Regions from separate parts of the Triticum aestivum genome. Here region 1 is linked to region 2. The links are chromatin contacts, called in public Hi-C maps. All regions are on one chromosome and are shown on one strand. The core of a region is the stretch at or near the end of the contact, and the rest is flanking DNA. Distances in the headings are between cores, read along the strand shown. Region 1 has its middle 210 kb from the start of LOC123078624. Region 2 holds the start of LOC123125020 (salt tolerance receptor-like cytoplasmic kinase 1).

The links. A called contact is a pair of places that touch in the nucleus more often than the background predicts.
Region 1: a contact with region 2 is called in a Hi-C map of leaf, with 7 times the contacts expected there. The contact joins the enhancer-like site here to the promoter of LOC123125020 in region 2. A contact is called at or near these places in 2 of 5 Hi-C or Micro-C datasets (both in leaf) and 1 of 1 datasets of contacts at active chromatin or transcription factors (leaf).

What each region holds. Positions count from the first base shown.
Region 1 is chr1B:371,557,254-371,561,353 of IWGSC CS RefSeq v2.1, forward strand. No RefSeq gene overlaps it. Among protein-coding and RNA genes, the nearest start is that of LOC123078624, 210 kb to the right of the region's middle. Within about 2 kb of position 1,713, at least 8 of the 8 cell types and tissues checked have an H3K27ac peak or open chromatin away from gene starts, as enhancers often do. A contact at or near this core is called in leaf, where this site is marked.
Region 2 is chr1B:371,023,905-371,027,825 of IWGSC CS RefSeq v2.1, forward strand. It overlaps LOC123125020 (salt tolerance receptor-like cytoplasmic kinase 1), which reads right to left and starts at 1,464. Exons shown (of 2, transcript XM_044545567.1): 1 at 980-1,464; 2 at 1-861. The coding sequence starts at 1,334. The coding sequence ends at 179.

The sequences.
Region 1 (4,100 bases), core at 463-2,962, 530 kb after region 2:
ATGTGAGAGAAGCGAGCACTGTGCGGAGGGAGAAGAGCTGAGGGAAGGGGTGCATCAGAAATTACCAGCCTAGCTGGTAATGGAAATGGGCGACGGCGACGGCCACTACCTGATTGGTGGCTAGTGAGCGGCAGCGCGGGACGGACGAGGGGTGGTCTCCACCGAACCGAACCGAACCAGATCGAGCCGCATCGAATGGGACGGCCGCCGCCGGTGAGGGAGGAACGAGAAGAAGCGCGCGTCCTCCTTCTAGCTCCCCTTCGCCGCGGATGCAAGGCCCTCGCCGGCCGCGCGCCGGGAGAGTTGCAGCGTGCTGCTGGTAGGAATTTCCTATTTGCCGCTCTTTGCGGCAAGTAGTCTACCGGATGCATAGGCAGATCGACGAGCGCGTTAGGATGGGCAACGTTAAAGCGAATCCGGTTTTGGGAATCTTCTAGGTGGTTCCCAGCCGGTTTTTCTGCTTTCGGGAACCTTCTAGAAGGTTCCTGAACCGTTTTTTTTTAATTTCCCCTTTTACCCTTTTTTGTTTCTTTTTTTTACTGTTTCTTTTTCGTTTTTGTTTTAATTTTCTTTTTTCTTTTTCTTTTTTCTTTTTTATCTTTTTTCGTTTTTTATGTTTCTTTTTTTTCCTGTTTTCTGTTTCTTTTTCATTTTTTCATTTTTTCATTTTTCTGTTTTCAAAGTTATTTTATTTTTTTCAAGTTTTTTTGTGTTGCTCACAACTGTTCAAAACTTCACAAATTGTTCTCATTTTTCAAATTTTGTTCATGCTTTCAAAAAATTGTTCAAAACTTCACAAAATGTTTTGATTTTCAAATTTTGTTCATCCTTTCAAAAAAATTGTTCAAAACTTCACAAAATGTTCTCATTTTCAATTTTTGTTCCTGACTTGAAAAAATGTTCATGCTTTCAAAAAGTTGTTCAAAGTTCAAAAAATGTTCTCATCTTCAAATTTTGTTTCTCTTTTCTTTTTTTAGTTTCTGTTTCTTTTTTTTATGTTTTTTAACAATTTCACAACTATGCAAAATTTGTTCACAAATTAAGAAAAATGTTCATTTTTTCAATTTTTGTTTGTGAGTTTCAATGAATGTTCCTATTTCAAATTTAGTTCGCATTTTTCAAAAAATGTTCATGTTTGAAATTTTTGTTCGTGAGTTTCGTAAAATGTTCCCATTTCAAAAATTTGTTCACATATTTCAAATTTTGTTCGGGAGTTTTAAAGAATGTTCACATATTTCATACGACCTCCACTTTTTTCTCAAACATAATGTTCGCGTACAAAATTTTGTTCTCTAAATTCAAAAAATGTTCGGGAATTTAAAAAGTGTTCATTTTATTAAAACTTTGTTCAAGTTTTTTAGTTTTTCTTCTAGCATTTTCAGCAAACGCAAACAATTTCTGAATTTTTGAATTTTTGAACATATCCAATGTTTAAGGTTTCTAGGTGAGGGTGTTAGATATGTAGTAGATGATCTTTTAAAGTACCCGCGTTACATATGACCAAAGGAGCTAGTTAGCTTGTCTGGTTAGTGACAAGAGTATACTAGCTCCAGGTTGCAGGGTTCGATCCCCCGCTCCGCATTATAATTTTAGGTGATCTTTTTGTTGTTTCGTCGCGACGATGGGCCGGCCCATTCGGGGGGCTGTACCTGTGCGGCGCGTGCAAATCGGACGCAAAGAGCGGCGCATATTAGGCCTCCTGCTGGCACGCCGTGGTGGAACTGGTTTTCGTGCTGCACGGGCCGTCCACGGCCCGGAAGCGTGGTTTTACAGGCGGCCCGGTGACAGACGATTGTGTGAGTCCGCTGGATTGAGCGCGAGAACTATTCTCGCTTCTCGTCTATGGGAGCTCCTAGTCGGCGCTGTTAGCGCCGATTAGAGAAGCTGGCGCTCGCAGGGGCGCGAAACGGGCCGGCCCATTTGTCTTTTTCCTTTCTACCAGAAACTGCAAAAAGAATAAGCGAGTAACAAGACTCAAACACTGGACCTCACGAACCATTCACGGTTGCACCAACCATTACGCCATGGAACGACCAATGCTTATAATTTTCGTCTGCTTCCTTTCATTCTTCCCGTAGGTCGCGAACCCCAGACTCCCGCAAACTGTTTTTTTTTCTGTTTTTATGTATCGGTTTTGTTCGCCTTCTTTCTTTTCTTTTTTGCTAAATATGTGCACCTTTTGAAAAAAATCAAAGAAATTTTTTTCAAAATGCACGAGTTTTTTTAAAAACATTGAGTTTTTTAAAATTCATCAAATTTGAAGAAAGTTCATTGAATCTGAAAAATAATGTTCATCAAATTTGAGAAAAGTTCATCAAAACTGGAAAAGGTTCATCGAATCTGAGAAAAAGTTCATGAATCTGGAAAAAAAATCATTGATTTTGAAACAAAATCATCGGATTTGAAAAAAGTTCATTAAATTTGAAAAAAGTTCATCGAATTTGGAAAAAGTTCATGAAATTTGAAAAAATAGTACATCCGATTTCAAAAAAAGTTCATCAAATTTGAAAAAAGTTCATCCGATTTGAAAAAAAGTGCATCAAATTTGGAAAAAGTTCATCGATTTTGAAAAAATAGTTCATCCAATTTCAAAAAAAATCATCAAATTTGAAATAAAGTTCATCAGATTTGAAAAAAAGTTCATCAAATTTGGAAAAAGTTCATCGAATTTGAAAAAATAGTTCATCGGATTTGAAAAAAAGTTCATCGAATTTGGATAAATTTCATCAAATTTGAAAAACAGTTCGTCGGATTTGAAAAAAGTTCATCAAAATTCATCCAATTTGGTAAAAGTTCATCAAATTTCAAAAAAATATATCGATTTTTAAAAAAATTCAACTCTTTTGAAAAAAGTTCATCGAATATGAAATGAAGTTCGTCAATTTAGAAAAAAAATAATTTATGAATCTTTAAAACCCGTGCATTAAAGAAAACAGAAAAGGATCGGAAAAAGAAAAAAATCGAAGTGAGGAATGCAGTAAAGGAGAAAAGTAAAGAAACTTACGTGAAATGTTGGATGGCCGTATGGCTAGAGCGTAGCGCTAGCAGCCGAAAGGGCGAGTGTTCGATTCCTTTGCTGGTCACCCTTTTTTCGCCAGTTTTTACAGGAAGAGGAAAGTATCGTTTTCCCTCTCAAATCAACCGATTTCCCCCCAAAGTCTAAAACCGAATCAATCAGCCCCTAAACTCTCTAAAACCGGACCAATTCTCCCCCATGGTGGTTTTGCACCAGATTTAGGTGGTTTTGACTAGTCTCCTTGCTGACTGGACAGTGCTGACTTGGCAGATGCAACTTTCCCCAATTTTTAATTGCAATCCGCTCCCTCGCCGCGAAGCACTCTGTCGCCGTCCCCTTTGTCGCCCCCTCGCCGCCCCCTCGCCGCCCCATCGCCGTCCCCTCGCCGCCCCATCGTCGTCCCCTCGCCGTCCCCTCGCCGCCCCCTCGCCGCCCCATCGCCGTCCCCTCGCTCGCCGCAGTCCATGGCGTCTGCTAGCTCGTCAAGCAGTCATCGGTCGCCGCGGTCCATGGCCTTCTCAGGGCAGTCGCCAGTGCCATATCGGGAGCCACCGATGGCGTACTCGCCCGAGAAGGTGTGCCACTGCAAAGTCAAGGCTCCGAGGTGGATTTCGTGGAGCATTGCCAACCCCGGTCGTCGATACTACAACTGCAGCCAATCTCTGGTAACTAGATCTGTGCCCGCCGTTTCTGTTTGTTGTTTCGTTGAGCAGCAAAGTTATAGTCTTTGCGTGATTCTTTTGACAAAATTGCACAATTTTTTGAATAGGGATATGACTGTGGGTACTTCAAGTGGCATGATGATCCCCTGGATAAGTTTATCAGTACGCTACTAGGTGACCTGCGAGATGTTGTGAATCGGCTGAAGACAGAGGTTAGGAAGCTCAAGACCGAGAAATCACAGCTGGAGCATGCTCTCATGGATGCCAAGTGCAGCATTGGTGATGCTGATGTTTATGTGCTGGATTTGAAAGCGCAGCATGCTCAACAAATGGATGTTCTTGCCAAGGAATTTCAGAGAAGCAAAAAGATGTACAAATTTGCAATCTTTTTCTGCATTGTGTCTGCTGTTATCATGGCTTTG
Region 2 (3,921 bases), core at 214-2,713:
TCTTCCAAATCGACTCTTTTTCCCCACGCCTTTTCTTTCGATGGCTTTTCGATATGCTCGCCCACTACTACCGCTTTGTTCGCCCTCGGCCTGTACCGAGGCTCCATGTGTGCAGCTCACACCATCATCACAGGTTACAGCTGGCCAATCCGGATCTAACGCCTACGGTCCTCGTGAATCACAGCTTCCCCTGGCCGTCCGATCCTCTCCCCGCGGCGAGGATGGACCCCTGCGCGCTCTGCTCCAGCGTGCGCACCACGTCGCCCATGGACGGGCGGAGGCTGGGGTTCTGCCCCACGCACGACGCCGCCAGCGCGGCCACGGCGGATGCCTCGCCCGCGTCGTACGCGCTCCCGAGCCGCTCGTCGACCAGCATCCGCGCGTCGCAGGCGGCCTTGAGCCGCGGGGCGAGGACGGCCGTCAGCAGCCGGCCCTCCACGGGGCAGAAGGCCTCTATGCCGGTCAGGAGCTCCAGGAGCAGCACCCCGAAGCTGTACACGTCCGTCTTCTTGGTGACCACGCCGGAGCGGATGTAGTGCGGGTCGACGTAGCCCGGGGAGCCGAGCATGGTGTGCGCCGACGACCGCGGGCGGACGGCCGCGGAGAACCCCATCCGCGCCGACCCGAAGTCGCAGAGCTTGGCGGACATGGACGCGTCCAGGAGCACGTTCGACGCCTTCACGTCGCCGTGCACCACCTGCGGCTCGCACCGCTCGTGCAGGTACTCGAGCGCCTGCGCCACCTGTAGTGCCACCGACACCCGCCGCGACCACGGCATCGCCCCCGCGGCCTTGCCGCCGCCGTGGAGCTTCTCGTACAGGTTTCCGTTCGCCGCGAACTCCAGCACCAGCACGCCCTCATCTGCATCGACCAAATCCACAAACAATTCAGCTTCAGCACGACGGCGCGAAACGCGGCACAGAGCAGAGAAATGAATGCCGGAGCCGGGCCAGCGCGGGCGACGGAATAAAGCACGCACCTTGCTGCTCGCAGAAGCCGAGGAGGCGGACGATGTGCGGGTGGCGGATGCGGAGGAGCGTCTCGAGCTCCTGGCGGAAGACGCGGTGGATGCGCTCGCTGCTGCGGTGGACCTTGACGGCGGCGAGGGCGCCGGAGAGGCGCGCGAGGTAGACGGTGCTGAACCCGCCCTCGCCGACCACGGCGGAGGTGAACCCGCCCGTCATCCTCTCCACCTGCGCCCACGACAGCTGCCGCGTCCCGACCTCCTCGCCCCCTTTGCTCCCGCCGCACTCCGACTCGTCGTCGACCTCTATGTCGCCGTCGGCCGCATTGGCCCCGCAGCCGCAGCAGAAGAACCTGAACCTCTGGCCCATCGATCCTCGCCGGTTTCTATTTCTCGCAAACACACAGACACGAGACGGGAAGAGCAGAGCCGAGCCGAGAGAGGGAGGAAGACTTGGACGGCCTTGGGGTTCTGGCTTCCTCTGTGTATTGTGGAGAGAACGGGTGTACTTGGTGTGGAGTAGAGAGGCTTATATATAGGTGGGTGCGGGGAATTCAGATTTGGTGGGGGTGTGAACTGTGAAGTGCCAACATTAGCAGATCATTATGCAGCCAGGGGTAGGAATAGCAAGTGTAGAACCAGAACCATCTCGCCGTGGCTGGCACCCGGGCCCACCTTACTCACTCACTGACCACCATCCATCATAACCTTCCATCCAGAAAGAAAATAAATATTAATAGTACACAAAATCTGTCATGGGCTCACCCTCCCTCGTCCCTGGAGCTCCAATAGATTACACCGGACGGGAATAATGGTCCTTTTCGGGGCGAAATAATTGGATCAACACATGGACGATAACATGCGAATTTGCGTGCAGCTTTAGCTTGAAAACGGATTATTGGCGTGTTAGATTACAGCTGAAACGCCAATTATGCGCGAGCCGAGCCTCCCTACCCTCAACGGTTATGGCTCCTCCAAGATCCAGGATGTCTCGCAACTACTACCACTGATATGACTTGGTAGTAAGGTACACCTGATGATGCTTGTCTCTAGAAAAGGCTTCATCGTGCCATTTACATTTGTGGTTGCCCAGCCCTGATCAAGATCAAATAGGAGAGTCTGGGCTTTTTTCGTATTATCGCAGTAAAATGACATTTTCTTTTTGGTTGTGTTGGAAGTGTTGGGTGTGTGCATCATGCTATGCAGAGACGGCATTTGCTCGGTGCAGCTTTATCACCTCGAATATAGTGGTTGAATGAAAATGTTTTTTATCAAGAAAATGTAGATACTAATTGCCTTAATCTCAAAATTAGGATCCCCTTTTCTGCAACCAGTTTTGTTAGGTGACATGAATTGGGAGGGAAACATGTCTTGCGCGGTATAATTGCTCGCTGTTGTGTATTTTCCCCCCGAGAAGCTTCCTGCGTCGTAAAGGTGTCGGAGCCGAGACGTGTGCCGGACTTTGGCTTAGGTTTGGTGCGATGTACATTAGCGGCACCACACACCGTAGAACAGAAGACGGTGGTCAAGGCCACGCGCAACGAGAGCGAACGATGAACCGAGACGAAGACGAGCGCAGAGAGTCGTCATGATAAATGTGCTTTTGGTTGCTTGCAATGATTCACTCGGGATTAAGCAGTGTCTCGTTTCGCGCAGGTCTTGCGCTGAATCATCATCGCAAGACGCAAGTTAAGGCCTCCTTTGGTTTGAAGGAATTTCATAGGAATTCTAGAGGATAGGATTCTTATAGGATTTTTTCTTTAGAGCCCTTTGGTTCATAGGAATGGATTCCTATTCCTATATAGGATTGGTTCCTATCCTCCACATTTCATAGAAAAATAAGAATGAGCCTAGACTCAATAGAAAAATTCCTTTGGTGTCAACCAAATGACATCTTGTTTCCTATTCCTACTCATAGGATTTGAGATACATGTCATCTCATTTTCTACAAGATTCCTATTCCTACGATAATCCTATCCTATGAACCAAAAGAGGCCTAAGTTGGTGATGCGGGAAGTGGCTTCCCGCGTGCTTGTGGCCGTGTACATACCTACGCTCGATGCGGGAAGTGGAAGTGCAAACTGAAGGTTTGCGTCTCCGCAGAAGCAACGTTCGCGCTTGCAATCCTGGCCAAATGGACAGTTATTAGTTATGCTGGCGCTTCAGTCTGTCTCCGTCGCCCAAGTCTGAATCCAATGGGTGGTGTAGTTACGTGGTAGTACAACTGTACAAGCAACAGACACAGCAAGCGACGGTCCCTTTTACGTTCGATTTCGAAAACAAACTTCAAGCTTGGTGCAGCCTATTGCGGCTACGCCTTGGCTGTGTACGTATGCGTACTTCTAGCTCGAATCTGGGAGCAGAAAAGCTGCGCTGCTGTGCAGTGGTAGTAATTAAACGCGATTGTGCAGGGGGAATGCACGCATGCACGCATCGGATTCCTGAAACCGCATCGCATCTTCACATGAACTCCGCGCTCGCGTTCACTGAACTCGGCATGCATGCATGCCTGTATGGGCGCGTGTACGGTTCTAGTATAAAGGTGAGATTTATTGCGTCGAGCAAAGCCATGTCGATGGGTTCTGCGCTGGCACGGCCTATGATAAAACTTGCAGCTACTTGATGGATAGCTATTTCGAAATTGCACAGCGAAAGACTTATCATTTTCACTAGTACTACTTGAGGTTGTAGCCGCTGGAAGAAAAATAGGCAAGGACTTGTGAGAGAAGTTGTACACAACGCTGGCTAGTGTGCAGTTGGATGCTACTAGAGAGAGAAAAAGAAGACAAGAACCACTCTGACTACCATTACTTATTACTTTAGCCCCGGCTAATGACGAGAGCAAGTTTTTCTTTTGACGGTCATATTTGTTTTTGAAAAAATAACCAAATCTTTATAAAGATCCATAAGTACAAATCACTTCAAATATAAAAAAAAATTACATCAAGAACCCTGCA